Regions from separate parts of the Mus musculus genome. Here region 1 is linked to region 2. A link is a contact called in public HiCAR-type data. All regions are on one chromosome and are shown on one strand. The core of a region is the stretch at or near the end of the contact, and the rest is flanking DNA. Distances in the headings are between cores, read along the strand shown.

What was found. HiCAR-type assays count read pairs that join an accessible place to other places.
Region 1: a contact with region 2 is called in a HiCAR-type map of astrocytes, with 13 times the contacts expected there. The contact joins the enhancer-like site here to the promoter of 6530411M01Rik in region 2. A contact is called at or near these places in 1 of 15 datasets of contacts at CTCF or cohesin (pro-B cells), 19 of 484 Hi-C or Micro-C datasets (Sertoli cells, cardiomyocytes, cerebellum and 10 more), 13 of 115 datasets of contacts at active chromatin or transcription factors (astrocytes, differentiating embryonic stem cells, embryonic forebrain and 6 more) and 1 of 9 other capture datasets (embryonic stem cells).

The regions. Positions count from the first base shown.
Region 1 is chr17:10,186,235-10,189,712 of GRCm38.p6, forward strand. No RefSeq gene overlaps it. Among named protein-coding and RNA genes, the nearest start is that of Gm34972, 42 kb to the left of the region's middle. Within about 2 kb of position 1,572, at least 28 of the 459 cell types and tissues checked have an H3K27ac peak or open chromatin away from gene starts, as enhancers often do. A contact at or near this core is called in Sertoli cells, astrocytes, forebrain and 3 more, where this site is marked.
Region 2 is chr17:9,166,510-9,170,303 of GRCm38.p6, forward strand. It overlaps 6530411M01Rik (RIKEN cDNA 6530411M01 gene), which reads right to left and starts at 1,513. Exons shown (of 3, transcript NR_027881.1): 1 at 778-1,513. It overlaps Gm52287 (a long non-coding RNA gene), which reads left to right. Exons shown (of 2, transcript XR_003952250.1): 2 at 1-3,366.

The sequences.
Region 1 (3,478 bases), core at 322-2,821, 1.0 Mb after region 2:
GTCCACCTGTAATTAGTGTCTGCCAGGCCGATGGTGCGCATGCATCATGGCTGTCAACTCTTCTTAGATGTCAGGAGCTAAGGGTCACGTGTGCTCTAGGACTGACTGAATTGTAGGGAAGTTTCATCTTTGTTCAATGTAGACAATCTGACTAACTTGACAACCTGAAGCAGGCTAATATTAGAGAGACAGATCCAGAGAGTTCGGCCTTCCTTTCATCCAGAGGAGGTACATGGCAAAGCATCTTGGGAAGTGATTGTTTGGAGCCCAGCTTCTTTTTGGCATCTCTAGCCTCATCAGTGCTGATAATGACCACATGTTCAGAGGTGGAGAGGAGCCCATGGGATAGAGTTGGGCCTTCAGGATAGTTTGAATGGAGGCTGTAGGAACCAACAAGCAGGAGTGTAAAGACAATCGGGGTGTGTGTGCGTGTGTGTGTGTGTGTGTGTGTGTGTGTGTGTGTGTGTGTGTGTAGGGGATATACACAATCTTCATAATGCTGTGGTGTTTCACAGTGCCATGTCACAGGGAGGAGCTGGCCCAAGTAAGTCTCTTGAGCACCTTCAATCTAACACTCATCCATTCTAGACTTCAGAAAGAGCCAAACGAGTAGACAGGACCGGTGACAAGTTGGCTGCAAATGAGACAGTTCTTTGGAGGTGGGGCACAGAGACAGTATGATCTATATGCTTTTAACCAAATATGCTTTCTGCAAAGTGTGTGGCTGGACACAAGTATGGATGAGTAGGAGACCGCCCTCCCGGCAGGCATACCCAAGGCTGTGATCACTCAGTCTCTGCTTCAGTGTCACTCAACTGTGGAAGCATTTATATGAGCAGAGCAATAAAAAAGGGAAAGGGATGGAGAGGAAGAGAGACCTATAAAGATGATTAAGCTTGTTAAAATAAAGGCCGTTAATGGAATAAATGGCATTAGCACTAAGTGCAAATTGACAACATCTTTCTCAGGTCGAGAGAGTTGCTGGAATGATAATTCCACTATTGATTATATTTAATTATTAACGTTTCCCCTGCCCCCACCACCACCAAATGAAATGCAAACTAGTTTTCTGGATGACAGACTGCTATTAACTAATGCAGCTAAATAATCTTAATGACTATCATGCATGAAGAGAGAAATATTATTTGGCTCTTTATATTCAAACAATGAGAAAACTGTGACAAAACATGGTTTATATGAATGCATTAAAACATAAGACTGAAGCTCCAGAGAGAAAAATTCTACAACCTGAGCGTGACAACAAGCATGTGTGGAAGGCTGCTGCACACAGGTTCAAGGCACAAACTCCACCGGGTCCCCATTTCTGGTCTCTCCTCCCTCAGCCCCTCTCGCCTGTGTCTCAGGCTTTTGGGCAGGGAGGGAGGGGGCCCTAACTCACAGGAAGAATTGAGTGCTTAAGGGCTAAACTACAACCAGTCCCAAGGGGGTGTGCATTTTAAGGAAAAAGAAAACCTTGAAAGGAAAGTATACAAAGTATCTATCCCAGAACAAAGAGAACAGAGCACCAGGAGCCAGAGAGCCACTTGGAGTTGGCAGAGTGGAAAATCACTGGAGGTTAGCAGAGTTCCTTTGCCTCCTACAGTAGGCCATTGTCACTGGGACCTAGGAACAGGAGCCACATCTCTGCCTACAAGTTCAACCCACAAAGACATTGCTGTACTCATGTTAGCTCATGCCAGTGTAAAATGACCCTGATCTGGGCAAACAAGAGGCTTGAGGCCAAGACTGAACCCCTATGATTCCTTATTCCGTGGTCTACCAAAAATGCATTTTAAAGCTTAACCGAGAATATTTTGATTGGAGGCAGTCTTGGACCAATCACACAGACGGTCTAGAACCTCATGTTTGAGGCTAGACAAACAGCTCAGCAATTAAAAGAATTAACTGATCTTCCATAGGCCCCTGGTTCAATCCCAGGCAACCCGTGTGGGTGTGGTGGCTCACAGCAATTTGTAACTCCACTTCCAAAGCATCCAATGTCCTCTTCTGGCCTCATGTGAGCACAGCACACATGTGGCACTCAGGCATACATACAAGCAGGCAAACACCCATACATGTACAGTAACTTTAAAAATAAATGAATTGCATGTTCTGTCTTCTAAATAACTGTGGGAGTCCTTACCGTTCGTTTTCTTCAAACCTATGTGTTAGTGACTTCTGCCAGATCCAGCTCTGGCTGCAAACTCTGAGATGATGCCTGTTTCTCTAACTTTACTCAATTAGTTCCCTCAGCGTTTACCTGGTCTCACAGCCACACTCCACTAAGGAAATACAGGCAAGTGCCTGGTGGCAGGTGCCTCCTGCCTGCCTAGCCTGGCATTTATGCATCAATTCTCAGAGGCAGGTCCCTCTTCAGACTCTGGCTCGATGTGTCATTAATGTGTTTTCTCTAAGTAGCTCTGCAGGGAGTGCTGGGAGCCCAGGCTGCCAGCCCTCAGTTTGGGCCAAGCCCCTGCAAGAACAAACTGCCAGTGAGGCCCAGAGAAAACAGCAGAAGTTTTCTGGCTCCTGCTGAAATGCTGGCAGATAGAGAGCTGCTAGAATATGGCCCAGAAGCCTCAAAGGCAAAGGCCACTGGAGATCCATGCTCGTGTGCCCACCTATCCAGACTCCTCCCAGCCTAAACCATGAGCATCTTTATCTGGGATACATTCTGGGCTGGGACTGAAGGCAAGGAGGGAAGGGAACTGTGATCAGTGACAACCAGCTGGCATAGGTTTCCTTGAACCTCTGAAGGATCTCATGCGCTGTGGCCCTTCAGAGGATAAAAGACAGCAGACAGGAGAACTCTAATTTCTCATTCTTTGTATGATTGTTCATCAGAAGGGAAACAGAGGCTCTCTTTTCATCCAGCTTCATGCATTCATGCATGCAAGATCTTGTGCTTGCTTTTTGGGAAAAGTGATATAAGCCCTATGTAAGAAAGCACCTTCCAGTTGACTGTGGGTCCACAGGGTTGCACACACCAGCTAGGAGATGTTTGTACATGGGGCTCTGACCAGATCAAATTAACAAGCATTCATGTGGATCTGTGGGCAGAAGCACTGACATTTGTATGATGCTCATAGAGCCATGATCATAGACACACACAGGCTGCAAGCACAGCCACAAACATGTGGCCCAAGGTGGCCCACAGTTCCTCAGCCCCTTCTTCTGCTCCCAAAACATAGTTCCTCACTGTCACCCTCCCTGTTGGCAGCAGGATCTCCACAGAGGTTGCCTGTCCATCTCCGCACCAGTGGATTGGACAATGAACTGACGTTTTCTAAGCAGCCTCTGCTCCACCCTTGATTAGACACTATCTTTAATTAAAACGCCTCATCAGAACTCAGAGCCAATTTCATCCTGGCTTTCCTAAGTGCTCTGTACAAAACATTAACTCTGGAATCTCATTACACACTTTCAACCCCTGTGACAAACATAAATGATAATTCAGCTCTAATGCCTTCTTGAGCAA
Region 2 (3,794 bases), core at 263-2,762:
CTTGTATCACCATGCTTACTCCATTCATTTTGTGAAAGCATTTTGATTATACATATACAACACACTCACACATACAGAACACACACATCTATATACATATATACACACATGTAAGTATGTGTATATATATTCATATACACATACACATATTAACCATTATGGTATTAATACAGGTGCTATCATTTCTACTGCTGAGAACGGAGCCCAGAAAAATATGAATATAGACCAATATTAAAATATAGATAAACTTATTATCCTTATATCTAAATATTATCTACACATACACATTCACACATGCACACTACTCCATAAGAAATGGCAGCCATTTAAAGGTAATATGTGAGATGCTTTATGAAAAAATATAGACACAGCCCATGCATCAACATTCCTCATACATGTATATGTACATAATCAAGGAGTTTACGTGAAAAATGCAAAATACAGAAAATACTGCTCTGGGTGGGTTTCATCTAGAATCCTTTTGCGTTCACACATTTCTCTAATTTCACATCGTATGATTCTGATAACAAAACAAAGGATAGACTCATTTCAGAAGCACCATTTTAGAAAAAGGTCATCTGCTCTGATAATTCTGTTCAGAAATGAACGGGGTCGGGGGTTTGGGGGTGTGGCCCACATGACACATTTCTAGGGCTCTTTTGTGCTTGATTTTGTCCCTCTGAGACAGCACAGTGGGCAGAGGAGCCCAAAGGGAACAGGCACAGCACACTCAGAGTTCCCCTCCCCCACTTTGCTCTCTGAAACTCTGCAGCCAACCTTATTGAATTCCTCGTAGCGATCCTGCCCAGTGCCCCGCTGTGGCCCAGCTGCTTTCCGGCACCCTCTCTGATAACAGAGAGAGGGCGCCCCACACCTGCTTCTGAGACTGGCTCCTTAGGGATGTTACTGTTGCCTCCTGGATCCTGTGCATGCTTGAGAAGGATCCCCGGAACGAGACATTATTATTTTCTCTTTTCTTCGCGGAAAAGAGGCTAAAAATAGGCACAGAAGCACCTTACAGCCTCCAGGCTAGTGGCTGGAAAGTCACCGTTCAGAGGTTAACGCGCCAGCATTAAGACAAAGTAAAGTAGCGAGCGCTCGCGATGTCACGGACTTGCAGAGTAAATAGGGGAGACAGGCTGCTCTGACGTGCTGAATTTATGAACTTTACTGTTCTGCTCCACCCAGAGCGCTCCCCTGCACTCATGGGATGCTGTTGCTGCATTTGCAAGCCACTGTCTCTTTCACCTCTGAGGCGCTGCATTTGCAAGCCACTGTCTTTCACCTCTGAGGCCTGGGAACCACAGCTCCCCTGGGGTCGCTCCTTGCATGGCTTCCGGAGCCTCCAGGGATCTTCAGGTCTCTCCAGGAACAATGCTGTGAGCCCGAAACTGCATTGTCTCAGCCGGATGTTTTGAGGAGGATCCAGGGCACGTTTGCCAGCTTCTAAACAGCATAGCACAACAGCCCCGCTTCTGTGAGTCTCTGCTTTGTGAATCTGCTTTCTGGACTTGTCCTTGCTCAGCACCCAAATTAGCTTAACAAGCTACGGAAATCTCAGCTCGACCTGGAGGCAGCAGTGGCAAGACAGAAACAGAGCTCCGAATCAATTGGCCAGAGGCGTGGGGGGTGGGGGAAGACAAAAGAAACATTGTGTCAAATTTATTTTCTGTACTCTTGGGATTGCAAGGAGAGCCTGAAAATGCTCACAGCGAGAGTGACTAGGGCCGGCTTGGATTTTTAGCTAAAATAAACCATATTCATGTCAAACTGCAAAGGGCACATTGGTTTACCGCGCGAGGGCAAAGAAGACAAACGGCGAAGTAGCGGCATCAAATAATGATCTGAAATTTACCACGGGTTCGCTCGGTACATCCTTCCCTAACTCGTGTATATTTCATTTAAATGTATCCATCAGTTTAAATAGGGCACTAGGTCCGTCCCGCCCTCCACCTGTGCTCTCAATGTTTCTCTGCGTGTCTGCCAGTTTGTGGGATGCCTGCAGCTAAGATGAATCAGAATACAAAGAGAGGGCTGACAGGTTCGTGTATGCCCAAGGTGAGCTGTGACCTAAAATGAGACTAGTTCTAAGGAAAGATGGATCACATGTGTCATGCATGCTGGACCAGCAGATGGCAGCAGAGCTCTGGGCTCCCACCACAGTGAAACTCCGTTCCCTCATCAGAGTGGTCCTATGTGCCCTCTGTGTCACTGACCCCAGAACAACATCTTTGATTTATAATCATACATGACTAGCATCTATCCCTTTTACTACAAATCTATGACATTAATTCAGAGGTCACCATTCTCTGAATGGGACATCCTGCTTACATAAAAAAGAAAAATAAAGTTTAAAGGCGTGGGGGAAATCACAGAACAAAATAGGGGGTATGTGTGTTTCCCCCGTCTTTGAGCTTCTTAGTCTATATTACCCCACAACCAAAACACAATATGTTGGTTGAAAGTGTTTTTTTTGCAACTAGTTCCTAGCATGAGGAAGCATAAGCCTTTAATTTCATCATCTGGGAAACAGAGACAGGAAGATGTCTGTGAGCTCAAGGCCAGCCTGGTTTGCATAATGAGTTCTGGGTCAGCCAGGTACAAAATGAGACCCTGTCTAACAACAAACAAACAAACAAACAACTCTTGCTTGGTTGACCATTCACAATCTCCCCATATTTAATAAAAATTTACCCCCAGAACTATTTTGAAATACCCTCTAACATAATATGATTAGAGATAGTGCCCAGAGCCAAATTTCACTTTGTCCTTAAAACCGCAGTCAGAGATTCTCCAGGTCTTCCCAGCTGTATTTTAATGGTTTAATGATTTTTCAAAGTAGAGGAGTTTGGGAAATTATAGGATTTAACAAATTGATGGCAGTTGGCCTTGTACAGGTTTAATTAAATTAGGGTTTAATTGACGAGATGGAAAGGGGTGGTGGGATTTTTCTCATCAGCATTCCGGGAGCATCAATGAAGATCTGCCTTGCCAGAAAGAGTGTCATAACCTCCCGAGACACTAGATGGTGCTGCAGAGTCACTATGGAATTTCTATTACCGGTTTTTAAGACTCTTTGATCCTACGTTATTATTTTTTTTCCTGCTTTCTGAAGAGCTTGCATCAGAAAACACACCAAAAAAGAGCAGATATTTTTAAAAACGCAGTATTGTCAATGGAATCGTGGAAATTGACGCCCGAGAAAGACGAGATAGGCATGCTTCTGCGTGTTTAAATTTAGATTCCATATTTAGATTAATCTTCAACCAAGTATAACAGTCTAAAGAGTCCTGGAAATACTTAATGGCCTTTTGCTGTGGCATTAATGAATTGCATGAAATTGAAATAAGATTTGCTTGGACGCTACCATCCGGTGGAAGAAGGCGCAGTTTGTCCTAAATAGATGTTGAACGCATTTCACCAGTGTGGTCTGCTGTGGAATATGCTGGGTGTGTGTGCCTCGTCATCCCCCTTTAATGGACAAACAGATCCTAGTGCAAAGCAAGGGGTTTAAAGCCAGATGCACAGCTCTGCGCCAATGCACACATGGACCAGGTTTCCTCTGTCATTCACTCCCTTGACTTGACATATAGACTATTTTAAAAGTGTGCCTATGCCTGGCTGTAACCGAGTAGTTGAGACAGCCCTCCCTACGCCTGTATTAAGCAATGAAGTGGGAGGCAATAGATGAGGAATGTGATTGAGACTGGCTGACTTTTTATAGGAAATTTCCTGTGTCTATTTACAGAGACATTATCAGTGAGAAAGAGGTTCTTCCCAATAAATTACAAGCT